2 separate regions of the Rattus norvegicus genome follow, and region 2 is linked to region 1. The links are chromatin contacts, called in public Hi-C maps. All regions are on one chromosome and are shown on one strand. The core of a region is the stretch at or near the end of the contact, and the rest is flanking DNA. Distances in the headings are between cores, read along the strand shown.

The links. Hi-C and Micro-C count contacts between places; a contact is called where the count stands out from the background.
Region 2: a contact with region 1 is called in a Hi-C map of Schwann cells, with 14 times the contacts expected there. The contact joins the promoter of Meis1 here to the enhancer-like site in region 1. A contact is called at or near these places in 3 of 12 Hi-C or Micro-C datasets (the A7r5 cell line, Schwann cells and psoas muscle).

What each region holds. Positions count from the first base shown.
Region 1 is chr14:96,263,438-96,266,137 of GRCr8, forward strand. No RefSeq gene overlaps it. Among named protein-coding and RNA genes, the nearest start is that of Etaa1, 250 kb to the right of the region's middle. Within about 2 kb of position 1,449, at least 11 of the 93 cell types and tissues checked have an H3K27ac peak or open chromatin away from gene starts, as enhancers often do. A contact at or near this core is called in the A7r5 cell line, where this site is marked.
Region 2 is chr14:97,493,509-97,496,347 of GRCr8, forward strand. Meis1 (Meis homeobox 1) reads right to left here and starts at 1,575. Exons shown (of 13, transcript NM_001134702.1): 1 at 1,508-1,575. The coding sequence starts at 1,519.

The sequences.
Region 1 (2,700 bases), core at 199-2,698:
CCTTTGATAGACATGTGTACTCAGTTTGAGCATGTAACCAAGAGTTCATTTGTCAGGATTGTTTAACAGATGTCACACAACAGTTCTTTAAAGTGATGGTATTGGTCTGTACTCTATATAAAAATGCAAGAGGATTATAATTTCTTCCCCTTTTCACAAACAATTTTTATTCTTTTTAACTATAGCCATTCTGTTAGGTATATATGAGTATGGTTTTCATTGTGGAGATATTGATGGAGTAGAAAAGGTTTTTAATATGTTTTTAATATATTCCTATATCTTCTTTTAAAATATTTATTTATTTATTTATTTATTTATTTATTTATTTATTTTTATGTGCATACACTATAGCTGTCTCCAGACATACTGGAAGAGGGCATCGGATCCCATTACAAAAGTTTTGAGTCACCATGTGGTTGCTGGGAATTGAACTCAGGACCAGTCAGTGCTCTTAACCATGGAGACATCTCTCCAACCCACATTCCTACATCTTAGAAACTTGCTATATTGTCTTCTCATAGAATTCACCATTAGGTTATTGATTATACAATTTCAATTTAGAACTTTTTAGATTTCAGGCTTCCTGGCTGACATTTCTTAATTCCAACATCACACCATTTTCCGTCTGTAATATCCCAGTTGCAGTGTAAGGACTCAAATATGTTGACATGACATCATAAATTCATTGTCTTTTGAGAGTGCAATATTTCATCTTTTATAGGGTGACCTTATTCCAGGATTGAAGAGAAAATAGAAAACAGGACTTAGAACTTGAAAGAGAAAAATATGAGTGAGTCTCCAGTTTAATGCGGTTTCCATTCTTGGAGCCAAAAGGGTGTGTAGTGAATACACAGGACTTGTGGGGGTGGGGGAGTGAAGATTGTTCGTTTCCTTACATACTTCCTGTTCTACTGCACCAGGGTATCTATGATTTTTGCCCTCATGATGAAATTACGGGTGTTATCCTTCATTTCCTGTTTTGGAAAATAGTTTGACTTACGAAAAAAAGGTTAATTGCATATTGTTTTTGTGAATTAGGTTGATAAATTTTCATATCATAATTAAGCTAATTAGAATTCTATTATTTTCCGACAGCTTTAATGAGGTCTTCTACTTGGCAAGGAACCTGTGAGACCAAAAACCATTGCCATTTGTTAAAGGATGGAGAAACCCCGATGACAAGCAGAGTTTCAATTGCATTTCAGTTAATAAGATTTATTCGTTAAGCTGTTTATGTTTTGTTGCCTCAAGTCGGACAAACTTCTAAAGTTGTCCACTTCTCTACTATGTCTCTGTTGCTCTCTCCCCTCCCGCCTCCACCCCTCCTTAGAGAATTTGTGGCGTCTGGGTTAAAATAGGTGGAAACAGTCTCTGTTTCCAGCCACGGCTCCCCAGCTTGGTTGGAATGCTCATCTGGTTGTGATAGAGCCTGCGGGTTCGGCCAGCAGTTCTTAAAATAGCTCTTTGGCTTATTAAAAAAATAGACATTTGGGCAGCTCGGGGTTTGCTTTCTGGCTGCTTCTGTTAACTTGCTTTGGGGGGCACTGTTGCTCCAGTTTGGGAGTTCCAGCCAGACTCTATTGAGTGATGGCTCTCTCTTGCGCAATCTCGGATCTGCACCCCCTGTCAAGTAATCATTACTAATGTTTCACATAGGAGCAAGCTGGGACTAAGCAAAGGTCTGCCTTTTAGAAGAAGCATGGACCCGAGGGGTGGGGACCACTCTGTCCTGACCATGCTAACATTTCCCCCTTTGACAGTGTAATTAAGTGCTAATTAACTAAATGAGTGTAAATGTTGAAGGTTGAGATAAATATCTACATCTTCTTAATCTATTTTCCCCTTGAAGATTTGATAAAGGAAATTTGGATTTAATGGAGGATATCAGTCAATTTTTTTTTTTTTTAGAGATAGCAAATCTGTTTAGAAGGGACTCCAATGCACCCGTTTTAATTTCTACAGGACAAGTTAAGAGCATATGAATATAGGAGAGGTGCAATAAAACGCGGATGTGATGCTGCAATAATTATGGTAGGGAGGCTTAGTGAAACTACCTTTTAGAAACATCTGCTTTCGGTTTTTTTTTTTCCTATCCTGCAGATGTTGCTGAACTGATGAAAAATACTGACAGGAGAATACATTAGCCCATGAAGTCATTCCAATGAATAAAGCAAAGACTGGCTCTTAATTTTCTAAAAAATCTACTTAGAAAAGAACTCTGCTTCCAGAATAGGGGGAGATTATGGCAATAATTGAGTGGGGCCCAGGGCCTTCTAAACGTGTCAATAGTGATCTGCTCTTGCCAAAGGGGAGAAGAGATGCTTTGTGGGGGAGCAGCCAGGATAATAGATGGGCATCTTTGTAATTCAGGCACTTTCCCATTACCTTCCACGGTGAGCGATGAGAAATGAAGCTTTGGGGGCAGCCATAGAAAGCCTACGGTGCTTAGCCATGGAGCAAAAAGCTGCTGAGTTTTGTCCCAACCACCGTGCCTACCTTGCTAGCCTCTGAGGCTGAGCCCTGAGATAGATAGAAAGCTCTTGGGTTGGAGCCAGAATCTTGGAAAGGAGGTGCTATTTGTCGTTCAGGACAGTCAATACGCTTCCCAGACAGGAAGTGGCAAGTCAGGCACATGGATGCTGAACTGTCTGGAAAGCGAGGGATGAGCCTGGGAAACTGCATTTAATGGGGTTCAGTTGT
Region 2 (2,839 bases), core at 325-2,824, 1.2 Mb after region 1:
TTCTGGAGGAGGAAACCGAAAATCACAACAATAAAACGTGCTGGGACAGTGTAGCTGACCTGCCTAGCTTCACAGAGCCCCTTTTACTTCAGAAGGGGGGTTAAAAAATTACGATGGGAATAGTTGTGCCAAGCAGTGAATTCTGAAAGGCTTCTTATTTTATTTCTCAACCAGCATGGGATTGGCAGTCCTGTAAGACACTGAGTTTGCCTTGGTTCCCCAAACTCTGCTAAATTATACAAAACGACCCCCCCCCCATATATGTTATACTGAAGTGTGCATAAGGCAGCTTGTTGCCTTTTACAGCTGAACATACAACTGGGCAACATTATTTCCAAACTTAAATAAAAGCTATAAAGGAAGCAACTAATGTTGTTTTATATTTTTTTTTTACCCTCACAAACTTTCTCCCTAGAGTAAGAGTCCAGGAAGCAATAGTTACATGTTAGTTTTTTTTTTTAAACAGACTCAAAAGCAAAACACACATGAAAATCTGGGGGATGGGGCTGCTTTCAAATTGATTGCCTTGACTGTCTGTGATAAATTCAGCTATTTCAATTTTTCTGTTTTATTCCAGGCAAGTTTCTTTTCTAAGATTTGGAAATGGGGAGAAGGAAATGATTTCCAAAGAACTGCCACTTTCATCCTCTGAAAGACAGAGGTGTGAAGAGTTTGGGAGAATCCTGACATTTGCCTGAACTGAGAGAAGAAAGAAAAAAATGTGTCCTCCAGTAACTTTCTTTCCCAAAAGGGGCTTTGAGGGCCAAGACACAAATTATGCAAGGCAGCCTTTTTGTAGACCCTTTTCTTTTAAGAAGCCACCTCAGCCGGCCCGTCATTGTCTCAGTTTACTTTCAAGGCATTTCCATTCAAATAGGAATATTGGGGAAATTAGGATTGCATTTTTAAACTGAGTAGCTCTGTGTTTAGTATCTAAGTGGTAAAGAACTTAGCTAAGAAAAAAAATCTGCAAACTTATTATCTTGCATAAAAACCCATGCAAATTAAAATTACTTTTAAAAGAGGAATGTTTTTCCAACCAAAACTCCACTACACCAGGACATTCCTTATCTAAAAATGCTACCTACTTCTAATGATATTAAAGATGTGCATAATCGATAATAACGCTAAAGTTCCCAGCTGCTCATTTTAATTAAACGTAGCTTTAAACTTTTGGTCCCTAAATGCTTAAATTACAGCACTGGATATGTAGCATTTCCCCCTCCTCTTTCTTTCCTTTTAAAACAGGTGATTCCTCGGGCTTGTATTTTTATTTATATAGCTGTTGGCTAGGAATCTATAGACTACTTGATCACTTGAATTAATAACCCACGAGTAACATGCATAAGGCTACAAATGCATTAAGTAAACCTGTCGATTTAGGCCGCGGCTTTAGGAACCTCATTCAAAAAGAGAGAAAGGAAAGAGGAAACTTAGCAACAGTGTCTTTCAGCCACGTTTCAATTTAATCTCACATTTGAGTTCCACAATTGTTTTTAATACGTACCCTTTGCGCCATCGGCCTCTCTGCCTCCCTTCCTTCTTCAACTTCTAATATATCCTCTTTAAGGCCAGTGTGAAAAGAAACAAATATGCAAACTCCCTCGGAAAAAAAAATAAAGCACAACAGTAACAAAAAAATCCCTTTGCGTCTCCAGCAGTGTGAATTACTGGTCCCAGATCTTCGGTCTACCGGACCTGAAGCAAGGCGCCCGCGTCGCTGAGCATAAAAGCGCTCTGGTTCCACCAAGACAGCAGTGGGAGGGAAAAAAAAGCAGATCTTCTCTTCCCCCCCAAAAAAATCAGTTAAAAAAAAAGAAAGAAAAGAAAAGAAAAAGAAAAAAAAGAGCGCCCCTCAGAACCAACTACCAAATCTCATGGCTTTCTGCCACTCCAGCTGTCAATCACAGGCGAGGTTGTCAACGTGGTGAATGAATGATCATCCGTTCTGTCTTCTTCTGGTCAGAACACCTCAAATGTTAATATTCAAATGCACAAAGCCCTAGCGCCCGCTTTCCTTGAATCAGTCCTAATTCCCAATCAGTTTCTCTCTTCTCTCGCTCTCTTTCTCTTTCTCTCTCCCTCTTTGCAACTGCTGCACTGAAGGGAGATTAGAGAGGAGGGTTAAAAAAATGTCTGTCTGAGTTTGTCTTAAAGGAGCCACGATCGATGCTGCCCGCTTGCAGTCGCCGTGCGTGTGTAAAGTGTGTGTTGCACAGGCGGAGAGGTGGATTCCGACCAGAATGCTAGAACCCGGAAGTAGTGGTGGCCATAACAGGTCGCGTCTTACACAATGCATTGGGCTGCAGCAAGTAGGCTCCTCGGCAGGGGTGGGTGCGCGAAGCGAGCTCTGGCCGCACTGGAGAGGCAGAAAGGCGCTCCATGAATTCGCACGCCCAGGCACTAACACCACACACCCAAGGCACATGCACACAAATGCAGGCTGCAGCTCCCGACCCGCCGACTTTAGGTCCCCTTCCAGCCTCTCTTCCCAAAGCGGACTCTTGAAATAAATCGGGAATAAACGTAGGGCAGGCAGATGCCGGAGTTAATTCGCTCAGTGCTCCGCTCATGAAAGACTTCAAGACTTTCCTCGAAATTATTGGGGTCTGCCAGTATTTTTCGGGGTGGGGGGTTGATGCCAAAAGTACTGGATTCTCTGCTAGACTCCCGGAGAAGAAAAGTCAAAGCCAGAGCAAGAAGAGGAGCTGGTGCTGGATTGGAAAAGGTTCAGCTCAGGAGTCCCGAGAACGTGGGGTAGCGGTCGCCCGGGCGTTCTGCAAACCCAGCTTAGAGGTTTTCTTTCCTTTTTTCTTTTGGTTTTGGGTTTTTTCTTTTT